Regions from separate parts of the Oryctolagus cuniculus genome. Here regions 2 and 3 are each linked to region 1. The links are chromatin contacts, called in public Hi-C maps. All regions are on one chromosome and are shown on one strand. Each heading gives the region's core, a stretch centred on a gene start, on an enhancer-like site or on the middle of the called end of the contact. The rest is flanking DNA. Distances are from core to core; before and after follow the strand shown. Region 1 overlaps FYN (FYN proto-oncogene, Src family tyrosine kinase). Region 2 has its middle 7.4 kb from the start of CCN6. Region 3 has its middle 56 kb from the start of CCN6.

Evidence for each region. A called contact is a pair of places that touch in the nucleus more often than the background predicts.
Region 2: a contact with region 1 is called in a Hi-C map of psoas muscle, with 3 times the contacts expected there. The contact joins two enhancer-like sites. A contact is called at or near these places in 5 of 6 Hi-C or Micro-C datasets (ear pinna, embryonic fibroblasts, psoas muscle and 2 more).
Region 3: a Hi-C map of an unstated tissue shows a contact between it and region 1, with 10 times the contacts expected there. The contact joins two enhancer-like sites. A contact is called at or near these places in 4 of 6 Hi-C or Micro-C datasets (ear pinna, psoas muscle, skin fibroblasts and 1 more).

The regions. Positions count from the first base shown.
Region 1 is chr5:59,881,795-59,885,304 of mOryCun1.1, reverse strand. The region is part of intron 5 of FYN (FYN proto-oncogene, Src family tyrosine kinase); the gene reads right to left. Among named protein-coding and RNA genes, the nearest start is that of TRAF3IP2, 100 kb to the left of the region's middle. Within about 2 kb of position 1,759, at least 2 of the 8 cell types and tissues checked have an H3K27ac peak or open chromatin away from gene starts, as enhancers often do.
Region 2 is chr5:59,540,697-59,544,206 of mOryCun1.1, reverse strand. No RefSeq gene overlaps it. Among named protein-coding and RNA genes, the nearest start is that of CCN6, 7.4 kb to the right of the region's middle. Within about 2 kb of position 1,911, at least 3 of the 8 cell types and tissues checked have an H3K27ac peak or open chromatin away from gene starts, as enhancers often do.
Region 3 is chr5:59,588,885-59,592,394 of mOryCun1.1, reverse strand. No RefSeq gene overlaps it. Among named protein-coding and RNA genes, the nearest start is that of CCN6, 56 kb to the right of the region's middle. Within about 2 kb of position 1,919, at least 2 of the 8 cell types and tissues checked have an H3K27ac peak or open chromatin away from gene starts, as enhancers often do.

The DNA.
Region 1 (3,510 bases), core at 510-3,009:
AGACAGCAGCTCTGCTATGCTGCCTCGGTTCTGGAGCTGTTGGGAGTAATTGTAAGCATTATTAAACCCGTGCCTCCTCAAACTGATCTCCCCATTCCAGTCTTTCCATCAATTCTCACGTGGTAAGATTTCTTTTTCTTTTCTTTTCTTTTTTTTTTTGGACAGGCAGAGTGGACAGTGAGAGAGAGAGACAGAGAGAAAGGTCTTCCTTTACCGTTGGTTCACCCTCCAATGGCCACTGCGGCTGGCGCGCTGTGGCTGGCGCACCATGCTGATCCGAAGCCAGGAGCCAGGTGCTTCTCCTGGTCTCCCATGGGGTGCAGGGCCCAGGCACTTGGGCCATCCTCCACTGCACTCCCAGGCCACAGCAGAGAACTGGCCTGGAAGAGGGGCAACCGGGACAGAATCCGGCGCCCCGACCGGGACTAGAACCTAGGGTGCCGGCGCCGCAAGGCGGAGGATTAGCCTATTGAGCCGCGGTGCCGGCCGTTTGGTAAGATTTCTTAATTTTTCTTTTAACTGAGGCGTACTCATTGAACATATTTATGGAGCACAGTGGGCCACTGTAACACGTGTATACAGTCTGTGCCGAGCAATCGGGGTAATTAGCACTTCCATCTCATCATGTCTTCATGTTCGGAGCCTTGGAGTGCCTGTCTTCTAGCTCTTCACTGGGGATGTTAGGGGCTGGTGTGTTGCTCTGCGGTGCTAAAGAACTAGAACCGACTCCTCCCCTCTGTCCATGTTTTGGCGTCCACACTCTCGCTCCCTCCCCTCCCCGCCCTGCAAGACATTCTTTGTTATCTCAATGTGACTCAAACATCTGATCTAAAGTTGCTGGTTTAGAATGGCTCTTTTTATTATTATTATTATTATTATTATTATTTGACAGATAGAGTTAGTGACGGAGAGAGAGAGAAAGGTCTTCCTTCCATTGATTCACCCCCCAAATGGCCGCTACAGTCGGAGCTATGCTAATCCGAAGCCAGGAGCCAGGTGCTTCTTCCTGCTCTCCCACATGGGTGCAGGGCCCAAGTCCTTGGGCCATCCTCCACTGCCTTCCTGGGCCACAGCAGAGAGCTCGACTGGAAGAGGAGCTGCCGGGACTAGAACTGGTGCCCACATGGGATGCCGGTGCCGCAGGCGGAGGATTAGCCAAGTGAGCCACAGTGCCGGCCCCTAGGATGGCTCTTATGTTTTGAAATATATAGCAGCTCTCCCTGTGCCTTTGATTTGAAGATGGATCACAAGAGCCAGTCCCCAACCCAAGGCTTACGGGCCCCAAGGGCCCTGATGGAGCCAGGAAGGGGCATGTGCCAACCTGGGTAAGCCTCAATCTGCTTGGCTGGGGAGCCTTTCCATCATGAATGTTGGATTCTTTCTAAACTTGGTCTCATCTCACTTCCATGGAGCACAGCTGTACAATGTTCACCAAGTGTTTGCGTGGGGTGCTAAGCCAGGACTACTTCTTTATCACAACAGAAAAGAACCCGGAAGGGGTCACAGCTCGGCTCTCTGTTTAAAAACCTCTATTGTGTTCTACAGGGCCACTGCTTCCCGGTGGTGAAAGCAGGGAATCGGACGGAGGCTCTCACAGACTAGCAAAACGGGCTCCAGTGAAATCGCGTCCTAACACGGGACCCTGAGCCCTCACGGCAGCTGCACCTGCAGCCTCCGCCTGTGGGCACAGCTGCACTGTGAAACACAAAAGCCAGGCCCTGCGGCCTGCAGTTTCTGCCTCTAGACGGGGGAGGGCGTGGGAGGACACAGACTAGGAGGTGGGGCGGCTAGGCGGGGGAGAGCGGGGGAGGGGAGCCCCGCCATCTGCTGCTGTGTGCCGGCTTTGTTTCCCCATCACCGTTTTCCCTTCTCTGTTATTCCCCTTGACTTCAGGATGCTGGGTTCCCTTCACAAGCCTCGTTTTTCTTTCCCATCACCTTGAACAAGGGCATGTAGGTGGCGCACAGGGTGAGGAACTCCACGGGCAAAAGGAAAAACATGAAGGCAAAAAGACCTCCGTGGGGTCCTCTTCTGGGAGGACAGTGTCGGGTACTCAAAGGCTTCTGCGGGCACCAAAAGCCCTGCCTGCAGATCACAAGACAGAGGCTGCGATGCAGGGGAAAATGTTTCTGCAAAAGTTCAATCTGATGACACTGTAGAGCCTTGCCAGGCCCGCGAAGGGCGGAAGTCATGTACTTGACTTTGACGGGGGCTGACTTCCCAGGCAGGTCCATGTTCAGCGTGGAGAAGCCGGGGGAGCCGTGCGAGCCGTGTGTGCGAGGCCTCCCTGCTACTCCTACCTCTCAGAATTCAGCAGGAGGGTTCACATCGCTAAAGCAACCTTGGCATTTAGGGAATACTGTGTAAACGGGGAGGGGAGGAGTGGCGTATTTCAGACTCGTGAGTTAACAGATTCCGACAAGACGGAATTCATCTGAGACTCAAACTAACAACAAGGAGCGGGAAGTCAGGAGAACAAAGCCAGGCTCCCTCCGCCTCCTCCTCCCGAACCTCCCCTAGACTGCCGTGCTTCCTCCCCCTCTCACGGGGACCTGGGCTGCCCCAGACTGCACCTGACCCTGTCCTCAGGATGCCCAGTCCCCAGCCCACCCTGGGCCCTGCCGCCGGCTAGCTGGGAGCACTCTGGGGAGTTGGGCAGGTCCCTGACCTGGGCCCCTCTGCTCCTCCGATGTTGCATGGTGACATCCCCTCGACAGCTGTTGTGAAGAATAAATGAGAACACTTGTAGCTCAGCGTGCGGCTGCAGCAGCGGGAACCTTCACAAGTGGCGGCTGCTCGCTGTTTTTACACAGAGAGCTCCTGGGTGCCAGGTAGTGTTCCTTTTGGCCTGGGTGCTGGCTGTTCAGGCGAGCTTAGTTTATAAAAATCCAGCAAAATGGGATACTTAAAAACCAAACTGTGATCAGATCTATGTATCATGGCATTGCTCCTCTCAACCCCCTCTAAGTGGACATCAGAGTGGCAGTAAGTACATACGCTAAGTGCACGAGTACCACGACACATGGCTTTTGCTACGTGCGCTCTCCACATGCATTTCGCTAAAAAGTTAAACAACAGCCACAGCTCCGTTAGTGATGACAATGATAATAAAGCTGAAAGGCCTGGCTCAAGTCCTTCCACCAGCTGGCATGTCCCGCTATCAGTTTGCTGGGACAGTGGAGGAGAGGTGGCACAACCAGACTTGGTGACACAGGACAGCCCTCTGTGGCATCCAGCAGCCCCTAGGTAGCATTCAACCACCAGGGGTGCTCACAAGGACTCGGGGGGGACCCAGCGTGCTGGTGGGGGCCCTGATGCTTCCTTCAGGGCCTGGCATTTTCTGGAGGGCCTTCATGCACGCTGCCTTAGGCTAACAGGAGCAATGTTTCAAATCCCCAGGGAAATCTGCCCCAGGTGTGCTCTGCCTTAGAGAGGTACTAAATGCAGCATTTGAGGAGCCGGCACTAAAGCTGCCACCTGCAGTACCGGCATCCCATATGGGCAGTGGTT
Region 2 (3,510 bases), core at 662-3,161, 340 kb after region 1:
GAAAAGATGGACTATTATTGTTCAAAGCTGCTTTGAATCTTTACTATGACTTTGTTCCCATTAGAACAGAAATATTCCCATACAGTGCCAATCCACAAATTTAGTTTCCGCAACTTCTTAGGTTCTGTTGGAGAGGGGAGGGATCATGTTTCTTTTTGAAAAGGTTTACAGCTGTTTCTGCTTACAGGAAATTCTGGTCCAGAGTGGGGCAGGAAAGAGGCATGCTTTCAGAGTGGAGAGGTGGTGAGGGCGATGGCTGTCCCTTCCTCCGTACTGGTTGGAGGTTTCGTGAGTAGGAGCTGCTCACCACTCTTCGGCAGTGAGTGGGGAGGTGGGGAGCTAGCCCAGGGGACAGCCTTAATCAAGGAGATTCGACCGGAGGTGAGGGCCCGTCTGCTTCACACCTCCAGATGGGGCACAACCAGCAGGGTCTTTAGATGGGAAAAAGCCCTGTGGGCTAGGATAATGTGGCCCAGGGGCTGCAGGAGCCTGGAACCCTGACTCAAACCAGGACAAAGGAGGTACTGGATACTGACAACCCCACTGCCCAACAGCTCAATGGAAGGGGGACTTGGACTCACTTCATTTACAGATTCTAAAAATGCACGGTATTTCCTAAGGCCCTGAGCATAAGGGCTGAAGTTCTGGCTTGCCACAGCTGGAGATACTAAGTCAGGCCAGCAAAGCTGAGGGGCAGGAGAGGGTCGTGTCCCTGTGAACGGTACAGGACAGGTGGCCAGAGAGCTGCTTTCCCACTCTGCAATTCTGTTGTGAGCCTCATTTCAGGAAGTATTTTTTTGCAGGAGCCTCATCAATGGACAATCTCACTGGGAATTAGGCTGAGCTGTTTTTGTTCCGTGAAGTCTTTCCTAAGCATTGCATTTGATTTAGCTATTGATTCAATGATATTGCATGTGGGTTTGGCAAAGTGGTATATATAAATATATATTTAAAGCAATGATAATTTTCTGAATTTGGGTAGAATCTCTTTTGATTGACTTCCACGTAACTGATGGAACTGAAAGACTCACTCTCCATTCCCTTTGTGAACCAGGTAGTAACAGACACCCAGAGCCCGCTGAGTCCATGGCAGGGCCGCTGGCCACTCTTCATAGCATTAAGCTGATATTACTTCTTTCCTAACCTGCTCATTCCATTTGATTACCTTCCAGTAACCACACATTTTGAGCAAGAAGCACTAAAAGCTGTGACAGACAAGCACACAAAGAAAAAGGGTTGTGATTCCAAGGAAAACAAACATCGTGCTTTGGAGGAACTTCACAAAGGAAAATCTTGGAGACGCGCAGCTGAGTTCGATTTGATGGCTGCAGGTGGAGCCGAGGACGCTCGTTTCACTAAGGTGATCCGAACCGGGTCAGCCCAAGAGGACTCACTGCGTGCACGGTTTGCCAAGACAGGAAACAAGGCAGCACTCGGTCCAGTAACTCCATTTGCAAAGACAAAGCCTCGGCGAATCAAAGGGCCGGGGTGCACACCCACTTCTGTTCTCTTTTGCCATCCGAGGCTGGCACGTGGGTCCTCGGTGGGCGAGATACCCGCGGACGGGGAGGACGCGCGCCCTCTGCTGGTCGCCGGGGAGCGGCGCCGCGGCGTGGGGCACGTGGAGGCCCCACCCATGGTTTCGTTTCACATCAGCTTATTTTTCACTTTGAACGTGCACATTTCGGGCTGAAAACATAAAGCCCACGTGCGGGGTACGCGCCTCTTTGTGAAAACGTTAAGTGAGAAACCCGAGGGAGGCCGTGAAACCCAGCCCGCCCACCCCCACCACCGGGCTGCCTTTCCGTTACGCTCCGGAGTATTTTAAAAACAAGTGCCGATGGAAAGGCGCTCGCTTTCCCGCAGCGCGGCTGCCATATTCCCAGTGACTGTGACAGAAAAGCGACACAGACGACGGAAAGCTCGGGTCTAGCCGTGAGCGAAGGCCCCACGGTGTGCCACAGAGCTTTCCTCTGACCCATCGAGGGCCGTGGGTGGCGGAACCGGCATCGGGAGGCGGGCGCCAGGCCCGGTGCCGCAGCGGCCCCGGCACCATGGCGCCCGGCGCCTCCCAGCTCTGCCGCAGCGTCGCCATCAACAATGCAGGGCGCTGCGGCACAGGAAGCGCCCGCTCGCTTCCGGCAGGGCGCGCGGCGCCGGGACCCGCGAGGCTGGGACGTGGGCGCGTCGCGCCACCCAGCGTCCGCCGGGCGTCAGTGCAGGCCGGAGCGCCGCCGATGCGGGCAAGGATGGCGACCCCTTCCAGAGGAGGCTCAGAGAAAAGCGAATGGCGCGTTTATTCTTGCCTGCCAGAGTAATCGTTTGCAGGCTTGAAACTCGCAGTTTCCATCTCCTAGAGTGAATCAGCGGCTCAGCATGCGTCTGCTCCGTGTCAGTCATTTTTGTGGGTGCCAGGGCTAGGAAGATGGGTGTCAGTCCAACCCTCACGTGACCCAGTCTAGGAAGAGAAATCCGAAGACGCACGTGCCCAGTTAAACTAGAATCGCAGGTTACCAAGGAGCCGTTTTTTAGTATCAGTGTGGTCCGGGCCACGTATTCAGGCATTCTGGGGTGACGGTGGTCATTTTTGTCAGCTAAATCCCGCATCCCTACATTTAAACGCAAGATTGCAAAATACAGGTTTTACCGGGGTCAGGATTAGGGCCCCAACTGCTTGAGGGACTTTGCTCTGGGTGCTGACGAGGCCCTCCCAGGAGCGGACAGGGCTGTCTTGGTGAGAGGGCTGACCCAGAGGCGAGAGAGGCTGGCCGCTGTGCTGCTGGAGCTCGCGGTGCGCGCGTGCGCAGGCTGCACCCTCCAGGCCTTCTGCTGTGCTGCGTGGGGGGCTGGACTTTTGCCATATGCCCGAGGGAGGAGGGGTGGAGAGAAGTTTTGAGGAAGAGAGTGGCAAGGACAACCACGTGGGCTGGAGCTGTGGCATAGCAGGTAAAGCCACTGCCTGCGACACTGGCATCCCATATGGGTGCCGGTTCAAGTCCCGGCTGCTCCACTTCGAGCCAGCTCCCTGCTAATGCACTTGAGAAAGCAGCAGCAGATGGCCCAAGTCCTTGGGCCCCTGCACCCACGTGGGAGACCTGGAAGAGGCTCCTGGCTCCTGGCTTCAGCCTGGCCCAGCCCAGGTGTTGCGGCCATTTGGGGAGTGAACCAGCAGATGGAAGCTCTGTCTCCCTCTCTCTGAAGCTCTGACTTTCAGATAAAGAAGGTGACTCAAGTACAGGACAAGTGCAGTGGTTGCCCTCTGCCAGGGGGCCTCCTGGTCTACCTGGGCTGGGACTCAGTGAGTCACACTGGTTCACACGTGCAAGCAGGTCGGCTGAGTGCGGCCGCCCGCCTTGTGCTTGCCCCTCTTGCCCTGGAAGGTTCGCTGCACCTGCACTCGGAAACACGTGGACTCTCTTTGCTCTCCTTGGCTGCTTCTGTGGCTATCCCTGGGGACTGCCTCTCACTAACTGAGCTCCCTTCCCCCCTCCGTGGTCTCCCTGTGAAACA
Region 3 (3,510 bases), core at 670-3,169, 290 kb after region 1:
GACATCCCAGTCAGCACTATAGTTCACCGCCATAAACGAGGTATACAGTCAGACTCTTCCTGCCTGAACCACACAGGTGTCATGTCCCTCCAGCTCTAGCACTACCAGGGTTCTTTTCTTTTTCTCTTTAGCCCTGGACCAACAGGTGGACTACCTCACCTAAGAAGCCCTTGGCAGAGGCTGGCACTGTGGCTTAGAGGGTAAAGCCACCATTTGCAGTGCCGGCATCCCATATGGGCGCTGGTTCCAGTCCTGACTGCTCCACTTCTGATCTGGCTCTCTGCTGTGGCCTGGGAAAGCAGTAGAAGATGGTTCAAGTCCTTGGGCCCCTGTGTAGGAGACCTGGAAGAAGCTCCTGGCTCTTGGCTTTGGATTGGCCCAGCTGGGGCCATTGCAACCATCTGGGGAGTGAACCAGCGGATGGAAGACCTGACTTTGTCTGCCGCTGCCTCTCTGTAACTCTGCCTTTCAAGTAAATAAATCTTAAAAAAAATAAAAAAGTCCTTGGCTGCAGCCAGGCGGTCTCTGCACCTGCACTGTGCCTCAGCTGCCACCCCTCCCCGTGCCCCCGCTCGGCTGTTCCAGCCTCTACTCGCTGCCCTCACGGAGAGCTGTTTAAGCCCCAGTCTTCATCAAGAATCCCTTTTGCAGTTGACACCAGTGCTTTGGGCTCTGTCTTTGAAGAATTTCCCTGCGACTTGGAATCAGAGCCATGATCTCAACACTGAATAAGACCTTCTTTCTGTACCAGCTTCTGCATATCTGAAGACACAGCATCATCGGGGAGGGTCTACTTCAGATGGCCAGTACAGGACAGACATGCCATTGCAGCAAACAGTAAAGAAATACTGCAGAGCGCTTGCCTCGGAGTGCAGTGGCCACTGGCTTTAATGTCAGCCCAGGCTTTTATATGGCCTTTGGGATTGGTTTGTGTTGAAAGCAATTTCCTGAGTCAGGACTAAATATGGCACAGCGGAAGAACAGGACCCAGCAGGCAGAGCTCGGGTTCATTAACGAAGGCCTTCCATTAGAGATCTCGCTCGGTAGCAGCATCCTTAGAAAGCTCAACGTGCAGAGAGGCCGCGATTGCTCACGGCCTTATCAGCTCTGTTGTCTTATTTTATTTCTGAGCTGTTTTATATTCTGGGCGTAGGACCAGCGGCGAAAGTGGCAGTGGCCCAGCTGCAGGCGTGGGCGTGTCCGTGTTCAAGCCTTGGCTTTTATTCCAGTCCCTCTTGTTGTGCGTTCCTGAAATTGCTTCGTGGGTCACTTGAGAAGAAGGGATACAGTCGCAGAGGGGTAGGCACAGGAATGAGGTACAAAGGTCATAAATTATGCAGCATTTAAACAACGTTCTAAGCAATTGGAAGGACCATCGATGGATGATTTGCTTTCTCCTCCTTGTATGCCCCCGTGTAATGCAAAGCCCCGTCCTTGCACGCGGCCCGCACTGTACCTGGCCTGGGTGTGATTTCCTTCCACCCAAGCCTGCAGTGAAGAAGGGCGGCGGTCAGTTCTCCCTCGCGCTTCTGCAGAGGTGAGGTTTGCTTGTAATGAACAGCGACCTCTAGTGTATGAATCAGGATTTGCAGTTGGTGAAGAGCACAGAAGGAAAACTGCAGAGGTGGGAATTCTGTTCATTTCCCAAGAACAAAGGGGAGAGAGCCATTCCTCTTTGTTTTCGCTGGAAGAGAAGCTCAGCGTGGATGGCCCAAGATTTCCTGTCCTGTGCGCCACGGCCTCCCGTCAATGCTGCAGATATTATTCAAAACGTTCCCTTTCTTTTTTTTCCCTCCAGCTGACTTCATGCAAACCAGCCCCTGAGATTGGTTTTAGAAAAGACTTCTTGCTTGCTTTGGGGTGTTAAACCGGGAAGTTCCCCCAGATAGATCAACTACTCTTACTGCAGGGTGTGTGTGCCCGTGGCTATGTGAGGATGTGAGGATGCGAGAGGGGCACAGCCCACCCTGGGGGGCTTGGAGAAGGCCAGGGATTCCTGCGGCTCCTGAGAGGGGTCAGCTCCTCACTTCTGCAGGGGCTGCCTGCCTCCGAAGACTTCCTCCCCGGGACCCTGGTTCTCAGAGCAGTCATCAGCTCCAGAAAGTTCCGGACCATCTCTGTTTGCTTTCTGCCTTCAGTCCCTCCCACTCTGCTGGAGCCAGACTCCGAGCCTCAGGGGTGACGTGCAGGCCAAGTGAGCTCAGGCTGCTGGTGTTCGTTTCCAGAGAAGAGTGGGGCGAAAGGGTAACCCCTCTGCTCCATCACGAGCCAGAAGGAGATTCTTAGGAGAAAGGCTAAACTCACAGTTCCTGGCCCTTGACTTTGCTGTTTTGTGATGGGAATAGGGACTCGGGGATTGGGGAATGAGGGAATACATTTTCCTGTAACTTCAACCACGTTAGGGCAATGGAGTCACGGTGCATATTGGCTGTGTTAAAGGGTTCGGCTCGCTGCCGCCCTTAGGAGTGCTGCGTGTTTTGCTGCTGTCTTTCAGGCTGTGGGCACACAGTTGTGCTTGGGGCTTTCCCGATTTCCTCTGTGCTGCCTCCTCCCTACACTATTAGATCAAGGCCTTCACAGTCAGGGCCTGCCCCTCTTGCTCCATCAGTGAACAAAAGTACAGAGACAGTCTCAAAGAATTTTGAAAAGCTGCTTTCAGAAACAAACATATTACATGTGAATGCCTTTTGTCCAGTTTCTATTAGATTTGTCCTGGTTTCTCTTGGCAATAATCGTGGTCCTAACAAAGATTCTCTCCTGGGCCAAACTCTCTCCAGGCCCCTCTGAACCCTCTTGTATAGGCTTCAACCTTGACCTATGAAGACTTGAACAAATAACACGGTTTCCAACAGCTCAGGGATGGGGAAAGGGCAAGGATACTTAGGACAAGGTGGTGGACAGATGTGGGAATGCAGCCAACAATAAATAAATGCTCATGACTTGCCTTGAAATGACAGTGCCACTGGCTTTTATGTCAACTCTGGCATCTATGTCACCTTTAGAACTGGTCTGTGTTGCATCTCTCAGATGACCCTTAGCCCCTGCTGAAATTCCTTGTCGAGAATGTTCTAGGCTACTACCAAAATAATTTTCTGTTTGTTGCTGTCAACACCTGAAGACAGGACCCCTGTGGGTCTCTGTGGTTAGGTAGGCTTCATGTAGATCAGCTCTTTCCTGCTTTTTGTCATTTGTCACTTGCCTAGGGCTGGCATTGTAGGGTGCTAGTTTTACTAACATGCCATATGAGTGCTGATTTGAGGCCCAGCTGCTCTACTTCTGAATGAGCTTCCTGCCACTGCACCTGGGAAAGCAGTGGAAGATGGCCCATGTATCTAGCTCCCTGCCATCCATGTGGGACACCCAAGTGGAGTTCCAGGATCATGGCTTCAGCCTGGCCTGGCCCTAGCTGTAGTGGGCATTTGGGGAGTGAATCAGGAAATGGAAGATCTCTCTCTCTCTCTCATTCTCTTTCTCTCTTGGTCTCTCCCTCTCTTTATAACTATTCCTTTC